Linked DNA regions of Zea mays: region 1 is linked to region 2. The links are chromatin contacts, called in public Hi-C maps. All regions are on one chromosome and are shown on one strand. The core of a region is the stretch at or near the end of the contact, and the rest is flanking DNA. Distances in the headings are between cores, read along the strand shown. Region 1 has its middle 23 kb from the start of LOC100279200. Region 2 holds the start of LOC100276139.

The links. Hi-C and Micro-C count contacts between places; a contact is called where the count stands out from the background.
Region 1: a Hi-C map of tassel shows a contact between it and region 2, with 1.9 times the contacts expected there. The contact joins the enhancer-like site here to the promoter of LOC100276139 in region 2. A contact is called at or near these places in 3 of 25 Hi-C or Micro-C datasets (ear, endosperm and tassel).

Annotation. Positions count from the first base shown.
Region 1 is chr7:138,445,596-138,449,150 of Zm-B73-REFERENCE-NAM-5.0, reverse strand. No RefSeq gene overlaps it. Among protein-coding and RNA genes, the nearest start is that of LOC100279200, 23 kb to the right of the region's middle. Within about 2 kb of position 1,535, at least 19 of the 20 cell types and tissues checked have an H3K27ac peak or open chromatin away from gene starts, as enhancers often do. A contact at or near this core is called in ear, endosperm and tassel, where this site is marked.
Region 2 is chr7:138,176,457-138,180,201 of Zm-B73-REFERENCE-NAM-5.0, reverse strand. LOC100276139 reads left to right here and starts at 1,310. Exons shown (of 1, transcript NM_001149999.1): 1 at 1,310-1,931. The coding sequence starts at 1,362. The coding sequence ends at 1,709.

The sequences.
Region 1 (3,555 bases), core at 286-2,785, 270 kb before region 2:
GGGTGAATCTCATAATGAACAACCAAAATGGCTTTGGATGACATATGGAAGGCTCCAAACATAGATGTTTGATCCATGGTGTAAAAAAGAATAAAGAAAATAATAGATAAAAAGATAACAAATGACTCAATTATATGTTAAGAGAACTACCATTCCCTGGTAATGATACAAGAAAGATTGTTGACACCTAAAGTGGCCAAAGGGCAAATCATGAGCATATGGTTGTCAATGTAGCCTTCACTAAGAGTATTTTAGGTATCGATTTCCATGGGAAATATGAAGTGAACTAACAAAGGATCAAGTTTGCTCTGTGATGATACAAGGAGTTTAGTATAAAGGGTATATAAGATCTTTATAGCTATGATACTTGACAAGATAAGGTAAATATAACATCATTTACCATAGCTCTTGCTCACGAGGGCAATAAATGAGACAACGATAGATATAACCCCTTCCCGAAGTGGCTACCCTTTTATGGGCCCTACCATTTTAATGACCTGCCTCATAACAAGTGGTGGAGTAAAAATCTAGATAGGGTTGTCACCATCTACTAGCTATCACATACAATCAGTGCAACATGGAGTATACACAGGTAAGGTATAATCTAGACGCCGCATCTACACTATATCTCATTACTCCAACTTTGGCCCACTAAGTTCCCTTAGCGAAGCTAGAGAACTTGGGTAAAGCGGCGTACCAATGAATGCACGCAAGTTATATATCTACTAAACTAGAATCATATATCAAATACTATAAAAGAATATAAGGTATATTACTTACAGGAAGAGCACATCTTCCAAGGTACACCTTGGAGAAGATTCTTAACAGACTTGAGTGTTTCTCCAGAAGACTTCCCTCACTCTCTCTCCCCTTTTGCATACTACTACTAATAGAACTTAGAAGCTAAGAGAGAGTAGTTTATCCTTTGTAAGCATGAATTAGAGTGAAGGGGGTAGGAGTATTTATAGCTATTCTAGGTGGGCCCATGGATCCATGTGATGTTCCTTCGTTGCCATAGGATCAAACCAACAATAAATTAAAGGTTGAGATCAAGTCAGATTGTGTTTTTCATGCATGCAGGGCATGCTAGAGGTGCCGATGTAATACACTAAACCTAAACCCTTTTCTTAAAATGATTTGGTATAATTAAGGTTTTTAGGTGTGCGTACAAGCCTGGAAAATATACTAGTTTTTTTATAATTTTTTTAAAAAACCAACCATAAGGCTAGGAACATGTTTATGCATATATGCTGGTGAATTTATACTTTTTGTATTGTGTGTTTGTGTTCCAATCAAAACAAAAGACAATCGGTTTAAAAATCTCTTTTTAAAATGGTTTTTAAAATGGGAAAGCAAAAAAAGGAAAAAGAGAAACTTCCCACTTCTCTCTATCTGGCTCGAAGGCCAGGTTCCCTTGGCCCTCCCCACTCTCTCTCTCTCTCTTTTCGGCCTACTAGCTTTCCTTCCCAACCGCTGGCCCATCAGATTCCAAGGCCTAGCACGACTTTCCCTCTCCGCCTCTCTTGACCTTCTTCATTCATCAGGCCCAGTGGGCATGGGCTAGCCTAGTAGGAGCGCTGGCCCGCGTGGGCGACTTCTCTCCCTCGCAGCGATTGATCATCGACTAGCCTTGTCTCCTCTGCCTTGCTCTGCTGATTGCCGATACGTCGCTTCTTGCGTGACCACCAGTCCACCACGGCATGGTAGTGGTACCGCTTCCGCCTGCCGGCACGGCGCGGCACCACCGCCCCGACAGATACTTCCATCTGATGCTGTGGCGTGTGTGCGATCTATACGATGCCGGCGCCCGTGTGCCGTACGCCATAGGCCATACGGGTGCTACGGCGCAGTTGTCCCTGTCAGCCGCGGCTCCGGCTCCCCGCTCGCGCTCGCGCAACAGCGTCACCTCTCACTGTGTGGCCAGCGGTGTGCAGGAGCTGGGCGAGCACTCTGCAGCGAGAGGTCAGGCGCAGGTCACGCTGCTCGGCAAGTTTTCCCTGCTTGTGCAAGAAGCCAAGAACGCCTTGCTGAGCTTGTGTTCGTACTCCTTGCTGCGAAATCCACACGTTCGTTCCAAACATGTTTTGTTACCACCGCTAGGCTTTGTTCCATCTTCCATGTGGTCCAAAGCCACCAGGTTTCAGCAATTCTGCTACGGCAGAGGTTCAGCACTTGGCTTCATGGATTCTTGTATCCAGAGTCATGCTCCTGCAATACGGATGAGATGCTCTTTTTCTTTTCTTTTCTTTTCTTTTTCTTGCTTAGCCGTTGGAGTTGCTACTGCAGCCAGCAACAGTGCAACACCGATTATGATTAGTTGAAGCAAGGTCGGATGAGCAGGTTAACGTAACCTAACCCAACCTGGGCGTGGACAGAAAGGACTACGAGTTCACATGCATCGATCTGTTGATCTGCATGCTCGATTAATTTAATCGGCCTTCTAATACCACACCTTGTGATCCCTGTCCTGAACAACAGCCCGGACAAAACCTACATTCTACGCCATCTAGGACTACATGCATGCCCCTGCTGTGATCTGTAAAATTAAAGATTAGCGAAAGCGTCACACGCCCGCCGTCACCCCTCTAAAATCTAAGTACATCCTCTGAAACGAAGAATTCAAACACACTTCCTGGCCGAGTGTAGTGGGCACTGTAATTTTAGTACAAATCTGCATCATCCTGGAACGACAGACATCCTTCCAGGCAGGCATATGAAGGGTCTGAACATTCTGCAGCCACGCATGGCTCTGCCTGCTCTCCCAGCTGTTATTTTGTTCCTTGCTTTTGCGCCTGTCTACCCATAAGATAATATTTTTTTCACTTTAATCAGATCATGCCAAATAGGAGAGACAGAGGGGGTGTGAGAAACATCATGAATATTCTTCTTTTGCAGGTATTTTTTCCTAATAATATCCTGCCAAACTCCCTTCTCATTTTTCAGCTTCCACCACCATTTACTCATCAAACTTATGTTTAAGTGCTTTAGATTTTTTATACCGAGGTCACCTTTTATCCTTATCAGCACAAACTCTATTCCTTTTACAAGATGGTACTTTTTCTTGTGCTCCCCTTTCTCCTTGCCACAAAAAATTCTCCTCGATAGATTGTCACACATCCTATGTTGCCGGACAAGGCACAATGTCACACATCTTATGCTGTCGGACCATACACAGGAGAATGGGAAGCAGCCTCATCGCGAGCGTCGTGCCAACGTTTGTACCAGAAGGCCAGAGTGGTGTAAGTGTGTCGCTGGCTGTGGGACCTAGTGTTGTGTGTGGCTGTGATATAGGGTCTAGCTTGTCAGGGTGGCGTGATGGTATAAATAAGAGTCTGTGTCTTGTGAAAGGGGATTATCGAACAAATGAACAAATCTCTGAAACTCTGAACTACCTCCGTTCTACTGCCTCTCTTCGTCTTTGTTGTGTACCTCTCTTCCTCCTGCTATCCTCTGGATTCCCTTCCCCACTGCTAACAATTGGTATCAGATTCCTACGTTCCTCGGCCCTCTCATCCATGATGTCTTCATCACCGATTGATGCCCTAACCCAGGCGC
Region 2 (3,745 bases), core at 61-2,560:
TTTTAACCATTTCATTCAGGTATATGCCAGAGATTCATCATGTCATATCTGGCCGCGCTATTGAGGTGTTTAAAATGTAAATTAATGATCTGTATCACTAACTGGACCTTCTCACGTTAGTGACTCAGATTTATAATTACATCAACTCATGACATTGCTGTACGCGAACTTGCAATTAGAATTATGGAGAAGTTCTGTAGGTTCATTCCTGTTTGTTATTTTTAACCATTTTATTCAGGTATATGCCAGAGATTCATGATGTCATATCTGGCTGCGCTATTGAGGTGTTTAAAATGTAAATTAATGATCTGTATCACTAACTGGACCTTCTCACAAAGGTGACTATAGTCGAGCAGAGTGGAGGCCGCAAAATTGACTAAGAATATGCCAAGAACAAGAAACATAAAAACATAAATATTAGTGACACCAAAGATAAACAAGACTTCAAACCATGTGACGATAGCGGATAGGATAGGATCAATAAGAGGCTCACTATCAGTGGCACTAAGATAAATATTAAGCTCCATGGGAGTCTCAAAGGTATGGTGGTTAGTAAGAGAAGCATAATCATGAAGCCTCTGAATGTACTTTTTGAGATAGATAGAAGCCTTCAGGCGTGGAGGAGACCTCGATCCCAAGAAAATAACGAAGAGAACCAAGATTAGACATAAAAAATTGGACACTCAGATGTGCCCTTCACAAAGTCAATATACTAAGGATTATCACCAGACAACAATGATCACAAAAGACCACGATAGATTAAAGTGGATAGGTGGGAGCCATAAAAATGACCAAATTTGTCACTGATAATTATTGGGATAATATTAAATAGGAGTAAACTCATATTTTTCACATAAAAGTTAATATAATGTAGTGAACTAAATTTACATACAGTGTTAAATATAGAAGATTTATATTTTAAAGGTCAAGAAATGAACCAAGAACTTTACTAGTGTCAAATAAGGAATTGTCTCTTTGTATTAGTATAGTGTATAGAAAAACTATGAACGAAACCGAATATATGATTTTGAAAAGAAAAGTCAATGCAAAAGGAAAAGGAAAGAAGGAATCCATTTCAATGGGAAAAGGGGAAATGTTTTTTCCTTTTTGAGAAGGAGAAAGCTACTTACAAGATCCAAGCAAATCGTAAAGACCAATTCTAGCTCATAAAATAGCTCATAAAATAACTGCAGTTTCTGCTAAGCCCAGCCCAGCGCTCCCAAACCAAGCCCAGCCCATTTTCAGCGCCTCCAGGCTCCGGCCAACTCGCAGCCAGTCTCCACAGCGCAACGAACCTCGAGTCCTCGACAAGCACCCAAATCGACGAATTCTTCCCCCCTCTCCGATCTCGACGCGCACCGATGCGGGCGATGTCGTCGGCGGTTAATGGTATGCTGCGGGCACGGCTGCGCGGGGCAGCGCGCGTTCGCGGCGGCGGCGGCGAGGGGGCCGGGCGGTGGACGACCCCAGGTCACGAGGAGCGCCCCAAGGGGTACCTCTTCAACCGGCCGCCGCCGCCTCCGGGGGAATCTCGCAAGTGGGAGGATTGGGAGCTGCCCTGCTACGTGACCTCCTTCCTCACCGTCGTCATCCTCGGCGTCGGCCTCAACGCGAAGCCCGACCTTACAATCGAGACGTGGGCGCACCAGAAGGCGCTCGAGCGCCTCCAGCAGCAGGAGCTCGCCGCTGCCGACACCCAGGCCGAGTGATCCGCGCGTCTCAGGTCCTCTCGAACTCTCGGCTGCCTCTGATTTGGTTCCAATAAGATGGCCACAATGTGCGGTCCTGAATGTTCTGGACTTCTGGTATTGATGGAACACGAGCTGAACACTATGCTGCTGTTTTTTCTGTTCTGTTTTGAAATTTGCCCGGTGATGATGGCGAATGTCCTGAATATTCTGAATATTTTGAAATGTTTGACTGTTGTATTATCATCTTATCCTTCCGTTGTACTACCGCATGAGCACAATTTAGGATTTTACTTGTTTATCACTTCCGCAGATAGCTCTGTCGTGAAATGTTTCTTACATTGTTTGAGAGCCTCAGGTATTTTCCACATTTCTCAGTAGGCATATTGCATAGATAAATCAGGAGCACTGCTATGTGTCTGACACATGTATGAGTATGACCAGGCCTAATCAGCCAATCAGAAAGCTCGTTTTCATCCATTTGGGATAGGCGGCACACATGTTTCTATAGGTGCACACACACACACCACAGGCACAGGTCGGATGTCCATGGCCATACACAGCCAATCTAATAAATTAGTTTTAAAATGATAGATGGTAATGCATATTGTGGCAGTGTAAGTTATATGGATAGGAGATTGATGGCAGGGCGTATACCCCAAGCGGCGCACAAGAGCCATAGTCACACACAAGGAGTAGACGAACGAGAAAGAGGCGTTAAAGATGGCCCTTGGGCCAAGCAAGATAATTGTCTTTCATACCTTAAAATAGTTACATTGCCGATATATTTATAGTCCTTAGAGGACTTCGCCATCGAACAAACTAGAGAAGGAATCCTTATAGATTTGGACTCTCCTTTTCTAACAAACCAATTCTATTTTCTAAACCAACTCTTTGCTAAACTGGGCTCATGAGCTATGGTACCACACTATAGTATCCACCCTTATTTGAACATCGATTCCATGCTTCCACCCTTATCCAATTTGTCCATACCCACATTGCCCTTACGGCCTTACCCAATCAGGAGTTAGACAAATTTAACAGGAAATGGGTGGGAAAGATGACACAACAAGAACAAGCCATGTTAACCATGAGATTTGAATTTTCTGATAAAAGAATTAGAGACAAAGGCACAAAGCAGCAAGAAATGACTGATTAGTAACATATTACAATACTATGGCATAGAAAGAACCAAGGCACTAATTAAGGATCGGAAGGATCACATCCTGGTTCTATTTTTGTTCATAGTCTTATTTCAACTTGCCTATCTTCATACATGTGGCATGTGTTGATGTTTAGAAATCTTCAGTGGAAGAAGATCAAAAGCTACTGCATAAATTGTACATACACATTTCATGGGAACCAATTGAGAATTTTTGAAAGGCCAACTGTAATCGACCGAATTGTAGATACATGTCATTAGAAGAACCAATTGCTGTGTGTGTGGGGGGGGGGGGGATCCCAGATTTTGGTCATTAGTAGATAAAATATTTCTATTTCGTTTTTTAACTTAACTGATGATGTTCACGAATGCCATATTGCCTAACATTTTAAAAATGTTTTGCATCCATCCACTTCATCCTTTGGTTGTAATTGTACTACATGGAAACAGTTAGGAACTTAGGATTATCTTCTGTCTATTCTACTGATAACTCTGTTGTGAAAGATTCTTATGGTGTATGAGAGCCACACTGCCAGAGCCTCAGGTGTCTCTCAGTAAATATGTTACTTGGAGAAGTTAGATTGAAAACGTTAGAAGAAGATAGCCCATAATGTGTAAATGTGCTGAGCTGTGGGTATAATCATATAGAAGATGCAGGACTAATATTTGGATTGCTATTAGGTGTAACTATTAGCTTCTATGTTAGCTGAGCCTGTTTTATCATTTAATAAAAAGAGATAAGAAGCCATTAATAAATAGGGATAAGAAGCCAAGTCAATGTAAAGCATGTGGAATGCTGCTTCAGTAGTGTTGCTATGAATGCTATGGTCAAATAGGCATGTTGTACGCTTGAATTGATGCTACGATGAAGGATAAATTGTTGCCTATTTCTTTG